Regions from separate parts of the Mus musculus genome. Here region 2 is linked to region 1. The links are chromatin contacts, called in public HiChIP or PLAC-seq maps. All regions are on one chromosome and are shown on one strand. The core of a region is the stretch at or near the end of the contact, and the rest is flanking DNA. Distances in the headings are between cores, read along the strand shown.

The links. HiChIP or PLAC-seq counts read pairs in DNA pulled down with a chosen protein or histone mark.
Region 2: a contact with region 1 is called in an H3K27ac HiChIP or PLAC-seq map of embryonic stem cells, with 7 read pairs. The contact joins two enhancer-like sites. A contact is called at or near these places in 2 of 484 Hi-C or Micro-C datasets (both in embryonic stem cells) and 5 of 115 datasets of contacts at active chromatin or transcription factors (bone marrow-derived macrophages and embryonic stem cells).

What each region holds. Positions count from the first base shown.
Region 1 is chr14:67,970,499-67,974,813 of GRCm38.p6, forward strand. No RefSeq gene overlaps it. Among named protein-coding and RNA genes, the nearest start is that of Gm41188, 24 kb to the left of the region's middle. Within about 2 kb of position 1,858, at least 16 of the 459 cell types and tissues checked have an H3K27ac peak or open chromatin away from gene starts, as enhancers often do. A contact at or near this core is called in embryonic stem cells, where this site is marked.
Region 2 is chr14:68,064,301-68,068,615 of GRCm38.p6, forward strand. All of the region lies in intron 1 of Gm31107 (a long non-coding RNA gene), which reads right to left. Among named protein-coding and RNA genes, the nearest start is that of Gm31107, 14 kb to the right of the region's middle. Within about 2 kb of position 2,366, at least 7 of the 459 cell types and tissues checked have an H3K27ac peak or open chromatin away from gene starts, as enhancers often do. A contact at or near this core is called in embryonic stem cells, where this site is marked.

The sequences.
Region 1 (4,315 bases), core at 608-3,107:
TAGCTACTGATGCTCTGACAGCCCTGGACCTTGAACTTGGGATATCCATGAGGAAACACTGTTACTTATATAGACACTGCAGGAGCAATTTCAGATAGAGACAGTGATAAGTAGGGTAGAACAATAGGGTCAGGTCTCATCTAGTTTGACAGAAACACTTCTGTAAATTACAAGAGGCCCTCCCTGCTCTTTCAGCAATGTGTTACTCAGATACAAATAGCACTTAATCCTTGATCCTGCACCTGCTCTCTCTCCATATTAAATTAGCCGAATTAGCTGCTGTCAGAATTGTCCTTCCACACAGCTCTGATCACAGTACTTGTGTACTAAAGAAATTGTGTGAACATTCCCCTCCCTCTTAATGAATAGAATCCAAAGTTCGTGCATGGCGTTTAGGGTAACCATGAACAACTCCAGACTACTTCTCCAAGTCCCCGTGTGAGTGTCTTATGATTAGAGAGGATGTGCCAAATATGCGATAATTGGAAAAATGTGGGTCCATGTCAGGGTGGCCCCTGGGAAACTGAGGCAGCTTTCATAGCAGCTGGGATAGCGATGTGGACAGCCCAGAGGTGAGGATCGTGGACTCCCTGCAACTAGCTTCTATGTGTTCTGTTCTTTGAGAATTTTACAAAACTTCTGCTAGGCGCAGTTCAGCAGAAGCCCAGCTTGTCCTTGCTCTCTTCATCCTGGAGACATTGCTGCCATCTGATCCATAGAGTGACTTCATGAACTGCAATGAAGCCAGATAATTATGGTTGACTGGTAGACAAATCTGTAGCCTCCACTGAACAGACCCATGTGTGGTACCCACAGCCTGACTTTCCAGGGAAAAGTCACTTAAATATCCAAACACTGGATGTTCTCCAGAGACAAAAATTTTATTTGTATTACATACTAATGCAATTCTGATGAAGTTTATTTGAATGAAATCTTTGTAAACGTTTGGATTATATTTTCTTTTATAATTCTTCTATATGTCTATTATTTCATTAATATGCTACTCTAACAGATGCTATGGAATACATAAAGTATAATAATTTTATGTTAAGATGGCATGCAGTATTGTTTTTCTAATAGACGCTCTATTTCTAGACTCTGTTTGTGGGACAATGGACCGTGCCAGGAAAGTTGGCAAGGTAGAGCAGTTCTGAGACCCTTGAGACTCGGTACACACCTGAGACGGTAGAAGGTAGAAGAATGGGTTCGAGACCCTAGAAACTCGGTACCCACCTGAGACTGTAAGTGCCTCCCTGCTCTCTCCTAGATTCATAGCAGGAAACGTGTGCCACACTCCCCATGCTAATGAGGTACCTAGAGGCCCTGAGGGTTTAGCCAATAGGCTCCCCTTCCTGGACATTCCTCCCAGCAAAAGGTATTTAATCTTGGGTCCATCCTGAGAAGTTGGTACGCATCCATTTTCCACGATGAACAACCGATAAACAGCTTGGAACCAAGGACTGTCTCTTTCGGCCTTTGCCTACAGAGTAGCAGCCCAAATCTACCATAGAAGGCCTCTTTGTGCTCCCAGACAACCTTGCCAAGCTAAGGACAATCACCAATGAGCTAAGCTGGAGCTATCATATCCCCCAGCCCCAGATGCAGCCCTCAGCCTTCAGCCCAAGGGTCCCAGCCTCTTCATGGGCCTGTGGACCCCCAATCCTTTGCTCTTGATTCCTCTGTGCAGCACGTCATGGGTAACTGGGTGTCTGGGAATCTGGGAATCACTCCCCCTCAGCCCCCCCCCCCCACACACACACAAAGCATCTCGGATTGTATTTTCCTGGAGTGGTGCTCCGGGTGCTTTGCTAAAGCCCAGCACTCAACAGCAGCAGGGTAGGATAAACGGGGTGGGATAAGATTCCCCAGTTTTGCCTTCCTTGAGGCTATGCCCACACCCCAACAGCAGGGTGGAACCCAGACCCACATCTGTCTATATTTTTTCCCTATTGTGATTTTTCACTTTTCTATAGACATACCTATACAATTACGTCTAACAAAGCCTTCATAAAATTTGCATTACAAACCTGTGATTAAAAGCTTTATTGGTGGGGCCTGGAGAGATGGCTCAGTGATTAAGAGCACTGACTGCTCTTCCAGGGGTCCTGAGTTCAATTCCCAGCAACCACATGGTGGCTCACAACCATCTATAATGGGATCTGATGTCCTCTTCTGGTGTGTCTGAAGACAGAGACAGTGTAATAACGCCTTACTGGAGGGCGTGAGAGGTGGTTCAGTAGTAGCTAAGAGCACAGGCTGCTTTTGCTGAGGATCCAAGAGCAGTTCCTGCACTCGTGTGTGCACATGCACACACATGACCACGGATGCTTGCACACACACATCATTTTTAAAAATGCTTCACCCTTGCAGAGGCATGTATGAGCCTCTGAAGTTAGCTTTTCCTGCTTGGGGCTCATTGGAATCACCTTGCTTAGGAACTCTGTTTCTCAGAGCACAAGTTCCATAGGTGAAGTAAACCGGGGTCCCTGGAAAAGGGACTCAGGTTCAGTATTTTTCCCAGGTGGTCTCAGCATGCAGGCTTGATAAAGAATGACTCAGCATATAAAGAATGACTCAGCATATCTGATTTTCCTTCATCCTGTACAGTTTTCCCAGAAAATTAATTCACTATAGAACAAAGTTGCCTCCTTTTTATCAGATAATCACAGCTTTGATACATTTCAAATGAGCCAGAACTTTCCTGCTGTGACCATGGCAACACTTTTTATCATTTTGAGTAAATGGAATTTCATAATTCTCAGCCCACACTCTGGTAAAGTGCTTGTTAACCTTCTCCCTGAATAAGATTGCAAATAAAGTTTCCATTATCATCATCCTCATCATCAGAAATCACACATTGTAACACTGGTGATTTTCTCTGTAGTTGCTGTTAAGAAATTAAAACCATTCAAAACCTAATTAAAAAAAAACCCCTCTTGTTATTCATTTAATTTCCTTCTAGAAGAGAAATTTCTCATTAATTAATTATTTTTTAGACATAATTTTCTCACATTTTATTAAGTGACACTTTAGAGAATGGTAAAAAACAAAAAAAACAAAAACAAAAACAAAAACAAAAACCAAAAAACCCTAAGCTCAGAGATGGAAATGGCTAAAATTGAGGAAATTTCAGACCTTTCTTTGATACCTGTAAGTTCTTCTAAACAAATGTGCAGCCCTCAGCTTGGCTAAAGGGGACCTGATTTGGGGCTGCTCTAAGAAGTCAGAGTGGATGAATCTACAGCAAAGAAACCATCGCCCCCTCTGTTTCTTCTCTAGGTTGTCAGGATTGGTTTTTGAGAGCACAGACTTAGCTCTATTGGGCTGAGCAGCCATGATTCCAATGAGTGTCTTTCACCTTATCATGTAATAAATGTCTGCTGGGCAGGGCATTGAGGAAGTGACTGCACAGTGGCCTTTGGACTTTTCTGGAGGAAGCCACACTCCTGTGAAGCAGGGTTAGTTTACTCCATACATCTATCTGGCTTGCCCGGCCTTTTTTCCTTTCTTTTCTTTTTTCTTTTCATTAATTACTTTACCTTTTCACTTTACATCCCAGGACCAGGCCCCCTGTCCACCCTCCACCCGTCTCCCTAATAAAGCTCCTCCCCCACTCTCCCCTCCCCTGGGTCTCCCCACCCTGGGATAACAAGTCACTTTAGGACTAGGTGCATCCTTTCCCACTGAGACCAGTCAAGGTAGCCTAGTTAAGGAGAACGGGATCCACAGGCAGGCAACAGATTCAGTGACAGCCCCCACTTCAGTTTTGTCCACCCCTAACTCCTGAAGATCAAGTTGCACATCTGCTACATGTGTGCTACATAATTGCCTAGGTCTAGCCCTTCAGTGTCTGGGAGCTTCCAAGGGTCCAGGTTAGTTGACTCTGTTGCTCTTCCTGTGGAGTCCCTGTCCTCTTCCAGTCCCTCAATCCTTCTCCCAACTCTTCCACAGGCCTTCCCCAGCTCCATCTAATGTTTTGCTCTGGGTCTCTGTATAAACATCTCCAACATTGCCACTATGGAAATTCAGTGTGAGTAACTGAATTCTCATGGAGAGGTCTAGCCCCATGAATCTTTTTCTAGATGATTGAAATAGCAAGCTATGCAACTCTCCTCCAGCTCCTGCCCACCCCCAGCCACTCCCTCCTTTGACTTTCTCCCTGGCTATTGGGAAATGCTGGTTGCTATTATACCCAAGGTCCCAGCTGCATGGGCTAGGGTTATTCTCTCTCCTTTTCTATATTAGAAAAACGTGTGAAATGGGAGATCATGCTTACACGCCTCCTAATTTACAAGCCTATTTCAATTAGCAAACC
Region 2 (4,315 bases), core at 1,116-3,615, 94 kb after region 1:
GTCATCTGTTCAATGAGGCTACGAGAAGAGACTTTACACAAGGTGGCAGTCGGGACTAAATGGCACAGCCATACCCACTGGAAATGCCCAAAGTCAGGAAGTCAGCACAGTTGCTTGATACAGTTCTGGAAAAGCTGAGCCGTGTGCTGTGACTGCCGTCACGTTGTCTCTCAGTTTTAGGTTTTGGTCTCTGCGTGTTGCTTTCTTAGGGACTTTCTTCATTATGATTCATTTCATGTCCTTTCCTAAGAAAATTATGTCTAAGTTTTTTGTTGTTGTTGTTTGTTTGTTTGTTTTTTTTAAAAAGTCCTAAACTTACCCTTCTGTTTTTAGGGAAGTTACTTTCTCTGGTCCTATCTGGAAGTATTCTTATGCCTTGGAGATCGTGATAAGCACAGATAATTACGTAGATGCTAGGAATTTCTTCATGACACCATGACCCTGGGGATCTTCCTTCAAACACTATAACTGGAACAGGGTAAACTTAAGAGATAGTTGACAAACTCCAACTGGCCGGGAGACTTGGTAATAGATTCAAGGCCTCTTTTTACAATGCACTTAGAACTCTCTAAAAATGTAGCTTAAAGATAGAGGATCATACAGGGTCTTCCCCCCGCCCCCCGCCTCGGAGGACTGGAACTTAGTAAATGAGATAGATTTACAAAATAAAATTTCCTACTTAATAGTGTAGGTGTCAAAAGGATATAAATAAAAAGAGTTAGTATTTGTTATTCATAAAGGACCAATTCAGATGTTTTCTGTTTTTCTGGAGTGCTTTAAAACTGCCCCTACTGCCAGCCTGCAACCAGGCTGTGATAGAATGAATGTGTTTGCTTTGGTGGAGACATTCCTTAGATTCTTTGAATTGGAGTTATAGGGCTGATAATAAAGGTAAAATCTGTTCTACTTGCACTTTCTAACAGTGACTGAACATGTAACCCCACACATATGATGAAAAATCAAACACATGTCCAGAGACAAAATGGTATAATCTATACTTCTTGGATAATGACGAGTCTGTCTGTGTTCTGTGGAACCTGGATAAATAAAGAAGCAACCTGACTGCTAGTCAGTCAGAGCTGCAAGATTCCCCTGACCACTACGCCTGACTCACCTCCCTCTCTGACTCTCTGACCCTGTCAACTGCTCGGGCAAGTCCCCAGCACCTGAATAATTCATAGGAGAATTTTTACCAAATTGGGAAGTAGGCACTTGGTGGATGCCGGCTGTTAGGACCTTAGATGCCTCCCCTGCTCCTCTCATGCCCACCCTCAATCTGGGTAACAATTCCACTGTCAAGGCTACCACTGCACCTGCCACCTGAAAGGCTGGCATCCTTTTACAGTTTCCTTTATTTTGATTGTAAACCCTTCAAGGGCAAGAGCGTCTTCACGTTAAATGCCTGGTGCAGGACCTGGCACACAGTAGGCTTTCAATAAATAAATGAAAGGAGAAAGCAGGTTATGAAGTGCCTCCATTCCTCTGCTCGTTGCCTGCGACAGACCACAGTCTCAGTGAAATCCTGTGAGAAAGACATGACAGAAACATATAACTCAGGATAGAATCAGGCATGTGCTCTTCAGCGCTTATCAACAGAATTTGGCTGTTGTGGCCGATGTGTTGATCTGCAAGACCCTTCTGATAGAAAGGCCGAGGAGAATGGGTTTAAAGGACCCTGCTGTGCCTTGGGCAGAAAAGTACTAAATATCCCAAACATCTCTTTCCTGGCTCTTACAATGGAGTAGGTCAACGTACTTGTTAGGACAGCCTAGTGCCAAGTTCATTGTGTCTGCTCACCCTATGGCAGCCCTTATTCCAGAGACGAAACTGTAGCCTTCAGTCCATCACAACAGCTGCAGAGTGCATCATGATCTTTGTGGAACACTGTCCCCTGAACAGGGCATGGCTTTTCTTTTGTTTGTTTGGCTTGCTTTGGTTTGTTTTTTTCACATTGCCTGCAGCTGTGACTACCTCCAGGAGAACTGCACAAGACCAGGTCCACTATTGTTCCGTAAGGGTGGAATCTCATGAGGCCGCATTTCTCTGAGGATTTATAGGCAATTCTGGGAGTGAGGAAGACATTTTCGTCAGTGGTATGGCCGCTCAAAAGCTGCCTGCTCTACAGTAAATAATCCTAATTAAACTCCTTTGATTTACCAAGCTAGACTTGGGTGGGATCGTTTTGTTTCTTTGGTTTGTTGTTGTTGCCCTACAGACAAGCCCGTGAGTGAGTGTGAGACTTGATCTGTGTCGTAGACACTTTGCTGTGAAGTGAGGGGGAACAGGCTTTCTCATGGTCTCCCCCTTCCCATCTCTCATCTGAATTCATTCCAAGCATGGGTGGGGCCACCCGCACCACAAGTTCACCTCCTCCCAACAGTTCAAGTCAGACCAGTCACAGGCAGTTTCCTCTCGGCATCTCCAGTTCAGCCCTCCCTTTGTCCTCAAATGGTTCTACAGATTAAATACGGAACTGAACCATTCGAGCAGATCCAAGAATAAAAACAAGCCACGGTGATGTGATGTGATATTATGGAGATGTCCCTCAGGTCCTAAGAGACGAGAACTTTTTCTGGATCTGCAGCCAGGGTTAGTAAGCAACCATGTAGTCGCTGGGAATTGAACTCAGGACCCCTGTGTCATCTCTCCAGCCCTGCAGCCAGGGTTAGTGATACACCTTATGGCCACTTAAGACTTAGAACTGATCTCCCACTGAGCCCACCTGTTTAATCTGTCTTTAAGAGAACAATGTAACAATCAACCTTACTTGTCTTGGAGTTCCTATGAATCAACATTTACAACCCAAGCTAATGTGTAGCTGCAATCTTAAATTATGTGCTAGTCCACACTTTTGCCCCAGAGTAATGCATGTGTTCTGATAGTCATTTGCAGACTCAGTAAGTGACTGAAAGCAGTCTCTTATAAATTAGTATCCACTATAGATATTGAACAAAACATATGGCTATTGCTGGATAAACAATGGCTTTTGTAGTACTGTGCTCTTGGTGTCTAAGTCCCTATTCACAGTGTAAGAAAGGAGGTTTAGAAGGTGGCGTACAGGTGGCTAGGAAGGAGAAAAATCTCCAAGGCAAAAGGACTCATTAGTGTCACAGGCTTAACTGCCCTCTGCCTTTCCCTTCAAACATTTCATGTATTGAAATAAAACCAAGCCTGAGATGTAAATAGTAAAGAGTACATCTCACAAGGGCTCCCAGTGGATTTTGTAAATTATGGAGAAAGTATATTTTGTTTTGTTTATTTGTTTGTTTGTTTTTGCTAAGGCAGTATGCCCCCAAAATTGACACATAAATTAACTAACTCCCCAATGAGAAGATTATTTTTACATCAAAATTAATTAGAAGCATCGTGAAGTCTGATCCATATTAGCAGTACCAGAAAAAGACAGAACTTTGACCTGTATCTTTTACATTGTTATAAAATCCTCCTAAAATCCGATATAGTAACAGCCAAGCTGGTGAGCCTTCCGAGAGAAGCTAGGTGGCTCTCTCCCTTACTGTGTAAACAGAACACCTAGGCTTCTACAAATGACAGCTTTGTTTTGCTGGGTGCTCTTCCAGGAACTCTGCTTTTTGAGAGAGAGTAGGTGTTTCTGGAAGTCTTCAACACAGTCTTTACAATCTAGGGGCCGAACTCATACTGCACTGTACAGCTTTCACCACTAGAGGGTGATCTTGCGGCACTCGGGAACAAGTTAGGCTTTCCGGTAATGATGAAAGTGCTTTATCCAAAAGCATAAAAATAATCCTTTAAAAAATCCAGCTAATTACTTGGCTATTTTCTAAAACAAAACAAAATAAAAAACCTGAGTAATTAATTCATTTGTTCATTTATGGAGGGTGTGCATGCTTAGGTGTGAGTGTGGTCGGAGGAATATTTGTGGGGGTCAAGAGAGTCAATTTTTTCCTTTCAAGTTGGGTCACATGAAGCTAACTCAGCTCTACCCAATGTGCCATCTCACCAGCCCTTGACTAGTTAATACATATCATGTGATATAAGCAGGGAGCTCTACACAAATTAATCCTGTGCATTGTTCCCTGTATTCTGGAAACTGAGACAGAAGACTCTCTTGAGTGGAGAAATTTGAGGCTATCTTGGGCAGCATAGTGAGATCTTGTCTCAAAAAATAAACACAATATAAAGTAAAATAAATTACATCTCCATAACCCAATAGCTCCAAGCCAAGACATTCCAGACTAGTGCTTCCTAAACCACGCAGAGCCACGGTCAGAGCCGTACATGGCCAGCCTGGACCATCTGTGACGGGTTTGACAGAATCCAGACCTTAGATGCTAAT